Regions from separate parts of the Hordeum vulgare genome. Here region 2 is linked to region 1. A link is a contact called in public Hi-C data. All regions are on one chromosome and are shown on one strand. The core of a region is the stretch at or near the end of the contact, and the rest is flanking DNA. Distances in the headings are between cores, read along the strand shown. Region 1 holds the start of LOC123426377 (glutamate receptor 3.4-like). Region 2 has its middle 37 kb from the start of LOC123426378.

What was found. A called contact is a pair of places that touch in the nucleus more often than the background predicts.
Region 2: a Hi-C map of leaf shows a contact between it and region 1, with 3 times the contacts expected there. The contact joins the enhancer-like site here to the promoter of LOC123426377 in region 1. A contact is called at or near these places in 2 of 6 Hi-C or Micro-C datasets (leaf and seedling) and 1 of 1 datasets of contacts at active chromatin or transcription factors (embryo).

The regions. Positions count from the first base shown.
Region 1 is chr2H:386,516,956-386,521,403 of MorexV3_pseudomolecules_assembly, forward strand. It overlaps LOC123426377 (glutamate receptor 3.4-like), which reads right to left and starts at 1,992. Exons shown (of 4, transcript XM_045110197.1): 1 at 1,289-1,992; 2 at 1-697. The coding sequence starts at 1,535.
Region 2 is chr2H:386,740,970-386,745,417 of MorexV3_pseudomolecules_assembly, forward strand. No RefSeq gene overlaps it. Among protein-coding and RNA genes, the nearest start is that of LOC123426378, 37 kb to the right of the region's middle. Within about 2 kb of position 2,547, at least 2 of the 3 cell types and tissues checked have open chromatin away from gene starts, as enhancers often do. A contact at or near this core is called in leaf, where this site is marked.

The sequences.
Region 1 (4,448 bases), core at 742-3,241:
GCGGCGAGCCCGTACGCATTCAGGGACAGGGTGGCGCTCCGGTTCAGCTGGCCGGCGGCGAATCTCGAGGTGAGCGACCTCTTGGCGCCGGAATCCGGGGCGTACTGGCGAAGCGTGACCACGCCCTGTAGGAGGCTCATCGCCTTGGGATTGGGTGGGCGCGTCGAGTCCAGCGCTGCGGCGAGCCAGTCGGTAGCGATCCAGACGTAGCCGGACGCCATCATGCCGAGGGAGCGCGCGGCGGCGAAGACGGCGAGCCCGGAGTCCGGGTTGACGTGGACGACGCAGACGCGGGACTCCATCATGGTGACCTGCAGGAGCAGGTCGGCGATGGCGGCTTGGTCGGCGTCCGGAGGGAAGGGCGCCTTGAAGGAGAGCTTGGCGCGCTTGGCCTCGAGCGCGTCACCGAGGGCGTCGACGCCGCCGCGGCCGTAGTCGTTGTCGACGTAGATGACGGTGACCTCCCTCCAGCCATAGTAGGCGACGATGTCGGCGACGGCGGCCATCTGGGAGGAGTCATCGCCGCGGGCTGCGCGCACGAAGTAGGGGTACTGGGCGGAGGCGAGCGCCGGGTCAGTGGCGGCGAAGGAGAGCAGCGGGACGTGGAGCTCGTTGACTACGTGCGACACCACGTGGGCGATCCCCGACGACTGCGGTCCCACAACCGCCACCACCTTCTTCTCCATTAGCTGCAGCGCTGCAGCATCAACACGTACTTACATCAGTGTCAACTGCGATAACTCCCTCCGTAAAGGAGTAATTTTTGTTACCGATCGAGGGAGTACGTACTAGTCATTTGTTCATTTATACGAAGAAAAAGGTGAAACGTTCTTTTGATCCAATATCAATACCGGCCGGTCGATTAGCACAGGACAATAGCTACAAAATGCAACGGCGAGAGCACGGGACGGGGTAGTCTCTGACTAATCCGTTGCCAAGGAAAAAAAACAGATTATCATTATTATTTAAAAAAAATCGTCATGCAAAGTTCATGTGGAGAGATCCAAGGCAGTAGGCAGGCTCCACCTCCACCTCCACGAGAGTCAACTGAATGAGGAGAGAGAGAGAGAACCAAACCAAATGAAGAAGAAAGTGGATGCATACAGGCCAAGATATCAATATGTAAAGAACACGAAAAATCTAATCGTGGAATCAAAGTTCGTGATGACGACTACTGTAGTACTCCGTATTTGCTAATCTGATCGCAGCAAACATTTGGGGGTATTAGGAGGATTTTTTATTATATTTTTTGGAAGAAGAAGAGGAAGAAGAAGAAGAGAGCAGTGACCTTGGATGGTGCCGACGAAGCCGCTGCACTTGGTGTCCTGCGCGACGAGGCTGAGGTGCGTCCCCCTGAGGACGGCGGCGTCGCGGTTGACGTCGGCGACGGCGAGGTCGATGGCGGCCCTGGCGGACCTCCCGATGACGGAGTCGAAGGTGAAGAGGGCGCCGATGGAGACGTTGGCCGGCCTGGCCGGCCGGGCGAGCGCCACAAGGCTGCAGAGGCAGAGGACACGGAGCAGAGCCGAGCCCATCTCGCCTCGTCTCTCGAGGATCTAGTATATGCGTACGGCTATCGCCTGAGAGCGCGAGATATATGAGCGCAGGAAGGCAGGAGCTCCACCCCATCGGCTAGCCATACGATCGGAAGGATGGAGAACTCCAAGAAACAGAACAAGAGCGGAGCAGGGAGAATCGAGGGGAGCAAGGTGACAAAAACGGCGTGATCCTGACCGGTGAGGAGCAGGAAAGAGATTCGACGGCGAGGAAAAAGCAGTGGCGTGGAAGGCGCAGCGGGGACGGAACGGAGTAGATCGCGCCTCGCTCGGCCCTGATTGATTGGTGCAATTACTAGTAGAGTAGTACCCTGCTTACAAGTACTGGTGGAGAGATCGACCGAGACGACACAGAGAGATGCCGATGGAGACGTCGGCCGGCACTACTGTTGACCATTCTGCTACTCTTGTAATCGTCTCGAGCAAAACGTGGATGCTCGTCAGATCAAGCAAGCAAAGATGCGGCCTGGGCAAAAGGCATTCTGGTCAGGAAACGGTTTCACATCACCCCTGCACTGCACATCTTCATCATGCAACTGTTACAGCACAGCGGCCAACTAATTAACTTACTACTTTCGAATAACACAGTTTTTTTGCTTGAGTTCACAACAGTACCTACTACTAACAGAACTGTATCGACTTGTCGAGCGGTGGTCAGCAACGTATTCTCATCCACTGTCGCTGTGGCTGTGGCTTGGCATGGAAGCAAACAGGCCATCTTTCTCATCAGGGAACAGATGCTAGTGATTAGCGCTTTGGCTTTTCGGGTGTTTCTTCTTCTTTCACCTGGGAGAATAAAGCTGCCCACACCACTTTGTTGAATGCACAAGCAAGATACTAGTAATACTATGCTCGTAGCCTCATAGTACAAGAACTACTGGTATGCTCATATACTGTACATAGATAGGGAAAGATGCACGTGCTTTCTGCTGCCCCCAATGGCTCAAATCGTGTAGGCAGCTGGTTGTTTTAGCTAACCAATGACTGCTGTTTCGATGCACTCATGCAACTCATTCAATTAACTACTGACAATACATATGCCAGACTTGTCATCTTGTCTTGTTTGATTAGGTAGGCTCTATCTAGGTTCAGTACACAGACAATCATCAACTTGGTCAATCTGAACTTAATTATTAATCAGTCATGATAAACTAATGCTAGCTCAGATATGATACACCGATTCTAATTACTCCTACAAGAAATGCCAAGTCAAATGGATCAATAGCTGCCTACCTGCAAGCGTGGATACATGGGTAATGAAGGCACGTACTGGTTGGTTGGTACGAGTGCTACCTAGAGACAGGAATGCATGGGATATTTCTTTCTACAGTCGGATATGATATGCCTGTCAAAATTAAATTCAGACGCTACATATAATAGTCTCATGATTATTTTGTAGGGCTCCCGGTCTCACTCTCTCCATCAACAAAGATTGCTTACTCTAACAGACCATTCAATATATTGGGTAACATAATGGAGCGGCTTGAAAATTAAGTGACAGACAAACAATTAAAAAATTAGCTCATGGTGCCATGCAGTATGCCAGTGGATTTTTTTGTGGATAAGCTGTACAAATTAACAACTCGTCCTGCAAATAAAAAACTAATTGCAAACTGTCATTTCTTGGATGAAGAAATTAAAAAATCAAACTATATCACATGTTTCTACATTTTTATTCATCATATGATATGTGTTTGCTTGGAGCATAGTATATTTTTGTTTTATTTGCTTGCTTGTTTTCATGATCATTATTTTCTGACCACACAAATTATGAGACACATATTCATCACAATTTATAGAATGCTCAATGAACTTCACTTATCTCTTTTGAGTTGAGACAAATGCTCATATACTTCACTTACATCTTTTCTCACAAGCGCTTATGTACTTCACTTATACCCTTTGAGCACGGCGATACATACATTTTATAGAAATCAATTGCACTTCTTTCTTCACTTATGTCTTTTTGAGACTTAAATATGTAGTGATAATTTGCATTAGTAATATGTTTGGTCCAAAAATAATAGGTATACAACGGTGGTATAATAAAATTTTGCATGTGGATCACTGAATATATTGTGTTTGATAAACGATATTAAGATGATAATATGAAGGCTTACTAATTGATAATCTTGGTCTAGTAAAAATATCGATGTTAAGGATTGTGATCTCCCACTCATTAATGTATCGGTATGGCATGACTAGGAAGTTGGAGTATAATTTATCCTTGATTCATATCATTTGTGTAGTCTAGATTGGGGACTCGCGATAGTTAACTCCTCCCAACCTTCCTTCTTAGAGCATGCAAGTAGTCCTTTGCTTCGAGGGCTTCTAGGCTTCCACATAAATACTTGAGGTCTTTATGACTAGTACTAGTTTTAGACTATAAGCACTTCCATCTATCCATATTTTGCTATCCTCTTCCGTATCGTGCATTGTCCGTTCTCACTTTGAAACTTGGTGTAAACTTTGTCGGGTATCCAAACCCCATGAAATGAGCCGCTATTTCACGAATAAGCCTTATATATCCTTCCTCGAAATAGTCACCATATCTATCTATTATGGCATGTCCATAACAATTCAAAGATATATTGCCATGCAACTTTCACTGTTACTATCTTCATGACATGAGCATTGATACATCTCCAACGTGTATATGATTTTTGATTTCATGCTATTGTACTATCAATCTAGTATGATTTATATTGTTTTATGGACTAACCAATTATAATGTTTTTATGGACTAATCTATTAACTGAGTGCCAAGTGGCAGTACCTGTATTCTACAAGTTTTTGATTTATGAGGAAATCCATACCGAACGAAGTTCAAACTCGATGAAACTTCGTGACGACTTTTTCTGGACAAAAGAAGGCCCTGGAAGCTTTGGGAGG
Region 2 (4,448 bases), core at 1,297-3,796, 220 kb after region 1:
ACCAACATGCTGTTGTTTGTATTTCAAGAATCAGAATTTTCGAGATTGAAATCGGTACCATCGAGAATTCGAAACTGGTCCAGGTCATTGTATCGGTACCACCAAGATTCATATATCAGTCTCACCGAGAATTCAAAAGTTGCCACATTTAGTGAACCTCAGTACCACTAAGATTCATTTCGGTGTCACCGAGTTGGGCAACAATTTTTATTAGTTGGATTTTGGGAGATGCCTATATATACTTGTGACAGCCCGAGACCGACACTGCATAAGATTCCCCTTTTATTCCTATCTCGTCGTGTGATTCGTTTGATTGACGCATTCATCATCGCATCATTGGCATCATCTGCGTTGCATCGGCACTCCATTGCTATCAGTTTTCAAAACTTGCATCCGTTAGTAGTGGACGGTTCCCTCCGTTTTCATCATTGACCGTTTCGAGACAAACCACACACACGCGCGCCCGCGACATCATTAAAAAAATATTGTTTTTTAAAGTGTGTATAAAACTTTCTTCGATTGGGTTGAAAATGGTGTGTGATACGTCCATTTTGCATCATGCTTTCATGTTGATATTTATCGCTTTATGGGCTGTTATTACACTTCACGGTACAATACTTATGCCTTTCTCTCTTATTTTGCAAGGTTTACATGAAGAGGGAGAATGCCGACAGCTGGAATTCTGGCCTGAAAAAGGAGCAAGTTTGAGATACTATTATGCGCAACTCCAAAAGCCGTGAAAATCAACGAGGATTTATTTTGGAATTTATAAACTGGGCCGAAGAAGTACCAGAGGGGAGCCAGCAGGAGGCCACAAGCCTGCTAGGCGCGGCCCCCCTGGCCGCGCCTAGGGGCTTGTGGGCTCCCAGCTGGCCCTCTGGGCCCCCTCTTTTGCTACAAGAAGGGTTTCGTTCCAGAAAAAATCAAGAGGAGTCTTTCGGGAGGAATCGTTGTCGCCACGAGGCGGAACTTGAGCAGGACCAATCTAGAGCTCCGGCAGGGTCGTCCTGCCGGGGAAACTTCCCTCCCGGAGAGGGAAATCGTCGCCATCGTCATCACCAACACTCCTCTCATCGGAGGGGACTCATCACCATCAACATCTTCATCAGCACCATCTCTTCTCCAAACCCTAGTTCATCTCTTGTAACCAATCTCCGTCTCGCTACTCCGATTGGTACTTGTAAGGTTGCTATTAGTGTTAATTACTCTTTGTAGTTGATGCTAGTTGGATTACTTGGTGGAAGATTATATGTTCAGATCCTTGATGCTACTCATTACCTCTCTGGTCATGAATATGATTATGCTTTGTGAGTAGTCACTTTTGTTTTTGAGGACATGAGATAAGTCATGCTATAAGTAGTCATGTGAATTTGGTATTCGTTAAATATTTTGATGTGTTGTATGTTGCTTTTCCTCTAGTGGTGTTATGTGAATGTCGACTACATAACACTTCACCATTATTTGGGCCTAGAGGAAGGCATTGGGAAGTAGTAAGTAGATGATGGGTTGCTAGAGTGACAGAAGCTTAAACCCTAGTTTATGTGTTGCTTTGTAAGGGGCTGATTTGGATCCACTAGTTTAATGCTATGGTTAGACTTTGTCTTAATTCTTCTTTCGTAGTTGCGGATGCTTGCGAGAGGGGTTAATCATAAGTGGGATGCTTGTCCAAGTAAGGGCAGTACCCAAGCGCCGGTCCACCCACATATCAAACTATCAAAGTAGCGAACGCGAATCATATGAACATGATGAAAACTAGCTTGATAGAATTTCCCATGTGTCCTCGGGAGCGCTTTACCTCCTATAAGAGTTTGTCCAGGCTTGTCCCTTGCTACAAAAGGGATTGGGCCACTTTGCTGCACCGTTGTTACTATTGTTACTTGCTACTTGCTACGAATCATCTTGTCACACAACTACTTGTTACCGATAATTTCAGTGCTTGCAGAGATTACCTTGCTAAAAATCACTTGTCAGATCCTTCTGCTCCTCGTTGGGTTCGACACTCTTACTTATTAAAAGGACTACGATAGACCCCCTATACTTGTGGGTCGTCAGTGTGCGGTTTTAATATAATGTAGGTAGGATGTGTGCCAAATTTCGTCGCAATCGGAGTTAGTTTGATACCCGAACTGTTAAATCTATAGCGGCACTATAGCCGGGTCAATTGTCGGACGTTTCGGTGTTTTAAACTCTGTCGCCGGGTTGCCCGCTTTCCTCTCATCCCTGCCTAGCCCCTGTGCACAATGCATCGACCCTGCCCGCAACCTAGTGTGGAAACTTCCCCGGGCCCGAACCCGGCGGTCATGACAGTTGGATCCAGATCAACCCCGTTTTACCGCAAACCGTCATCAGTTCGTCCATTGGACCCCCTAACCTATTTAACCGCGACCGCCCGATTTAGATCGAAGGGTCTACACCTAATCGAACATGTTACTTATATCCGAATGTAGACCTACCCTAACCCTAGTCCAGTTATTCCCACCGTGCACCGCTACCAACCTCGGGATCTCCCCTCCCGATCCAATCCGTTGCCCAACAAGAGCCTTCCTTGAGATCCCCTCATAGCCAGTAGAAACCAATTAATGCCCAGCCGGTGTCCCCCTGTATCATCCGGTCGTGTCCACGGCCTGAAGCTGCCCTCGTCCCAATGACCAAAGGAGCAGTAGCTCACAGCGCGCAACCACCAGAGGAGAAAGCGCCTGCATCGTAGCACCCCCGCCCGATCTTGCATTCCCTTGGCGAGTTCGTTGAGGCCCCTGCCTCCGTCTACGGCCGCTGCCAGCGAGCACACCGAGCAGCCTCGAGGCCCTCCTCCTGCCCAGCGCCGTTGACCCCGTCCCCGACCCCCGGCTCGTGCGGCACGCGAGCCCCTCAAGCGCCTGCGCCTGGTGTCCCGCGCTGTGGCGCCTCGCTCGCCCCGCCTAGGACAGGGCCGCCTCGCGTCGTAGCCATGCACAGGGAGAGGAGCGCTCCAACCGTCCAACGCCGTTGGCTGCGCCCGCTCGCTCCTCCTCCACCCTCGCCTCTCCGCGTGCAGGCCCCAGCCTCGTCGCGCGATCTCTCCTCCTCTATAGTAATTAACCTAGTTGTAGTCTAAACGTCACATAGAATCCTAGATAGAATAGTAAACGGACTGGTGTTTGTACGAGTCCGGTCAGCGTCGTGTTGGTTGCCGTCTTTGGCTACGAGTTGGACGTGATGTCGGTCATGTATTCTTTATATACTGAGTAGATCAGTTCAGATCAATAGAAGAAAAAAGAGCAAGCTATACGCACCATCAAAATCAGTTTTCGTTCCTCTGGTACGCCTAGTTACGCGGCCGTCGTCGAGAGAGCTAAGGGTTCCGCCGAGTTTAATCCGATACACAGCAAGCTAGCTCAGGTTGCTCATACATACGCGAGTGCTATTGCTAATCCATCCAGCAGCTTGTCTGCTTGGTTGCTATATAGCTAGCTTGCACGTACGTGTAAGGGAGCTTTGATCTAGCGATCCGAAGCCAACAATTGGTATCTAGAGCCTTGACGATCTACGATCTACGATGACGGACAGCGACGCTGAGTCGGTCAAGTCCGGCAGCGGCGGTGCCAAGGCGAACAAGAACGACGACAAGGTGAAGAAGGGCGTCAAGTCAGCAACCAGTGATGGAGGAACGAGCGGCGCCAACGTCCAGGCGCATCGCAACATCCCCATCCAGTACCCAATGCTCACCGACGCCAACTACGGCGTGTGGGCGGTGAAGATGAAGATTATTCTTCGATCCCTTCGAGTGTGGGAGGCCATCACGGACGACGACGTCGACGAGGAGCGCGACGAAGGTGCCACGGCCGCCATAGCCCAGTCCGTGCCGGATTCCGTGCTGATGACATTGGCGGAGTTCGAGACGGCAAGAGAGGCGTGGAACGCACTCAAGGAGATGAGGATCGGAGAAGATCGCGTCACCAAGGCACGGGCACAAGTGCTGAAGCGCAAATTTCACAAGTTGCAGATGGAGGAAACTGAATCGGTGAACGACTATGCCATGCGTCTTACTACTTTGGTGGGAGAGATCCGCGCGCTTGGTGCAAAGCTCGAGGAGACCGAGATTGTGGAAAAAAATTTCAGTTCAGTGACTGACAAATTCACGTACATCATCGGCACGCTCGAGCAGCTTTATGACATCGACGACATGACCATAACGGAGGCGATCGGACGCCTGCGGACGTGGGAAGAGAATGCTCGTGGCTGTCGAAAAGGCAAAGGAGGAGGTAGTGACCAACTCATGTACTCGCGCGCAGATTGGGAGGCCCCAAGTAGCAAAGGAAGGCGTGACGGTGGCGAAGGCTCAAGCAACATGAAGGGCGATGGACAAACCGGAAAAGGCAAAGGAAAAGGCAAACCACAAGGTCGTGGTAAGGCGGGCCAATCTAAAGAGCAGAAACCACGGAACTTGGACTTGTCCGAGGTCAAGTGCT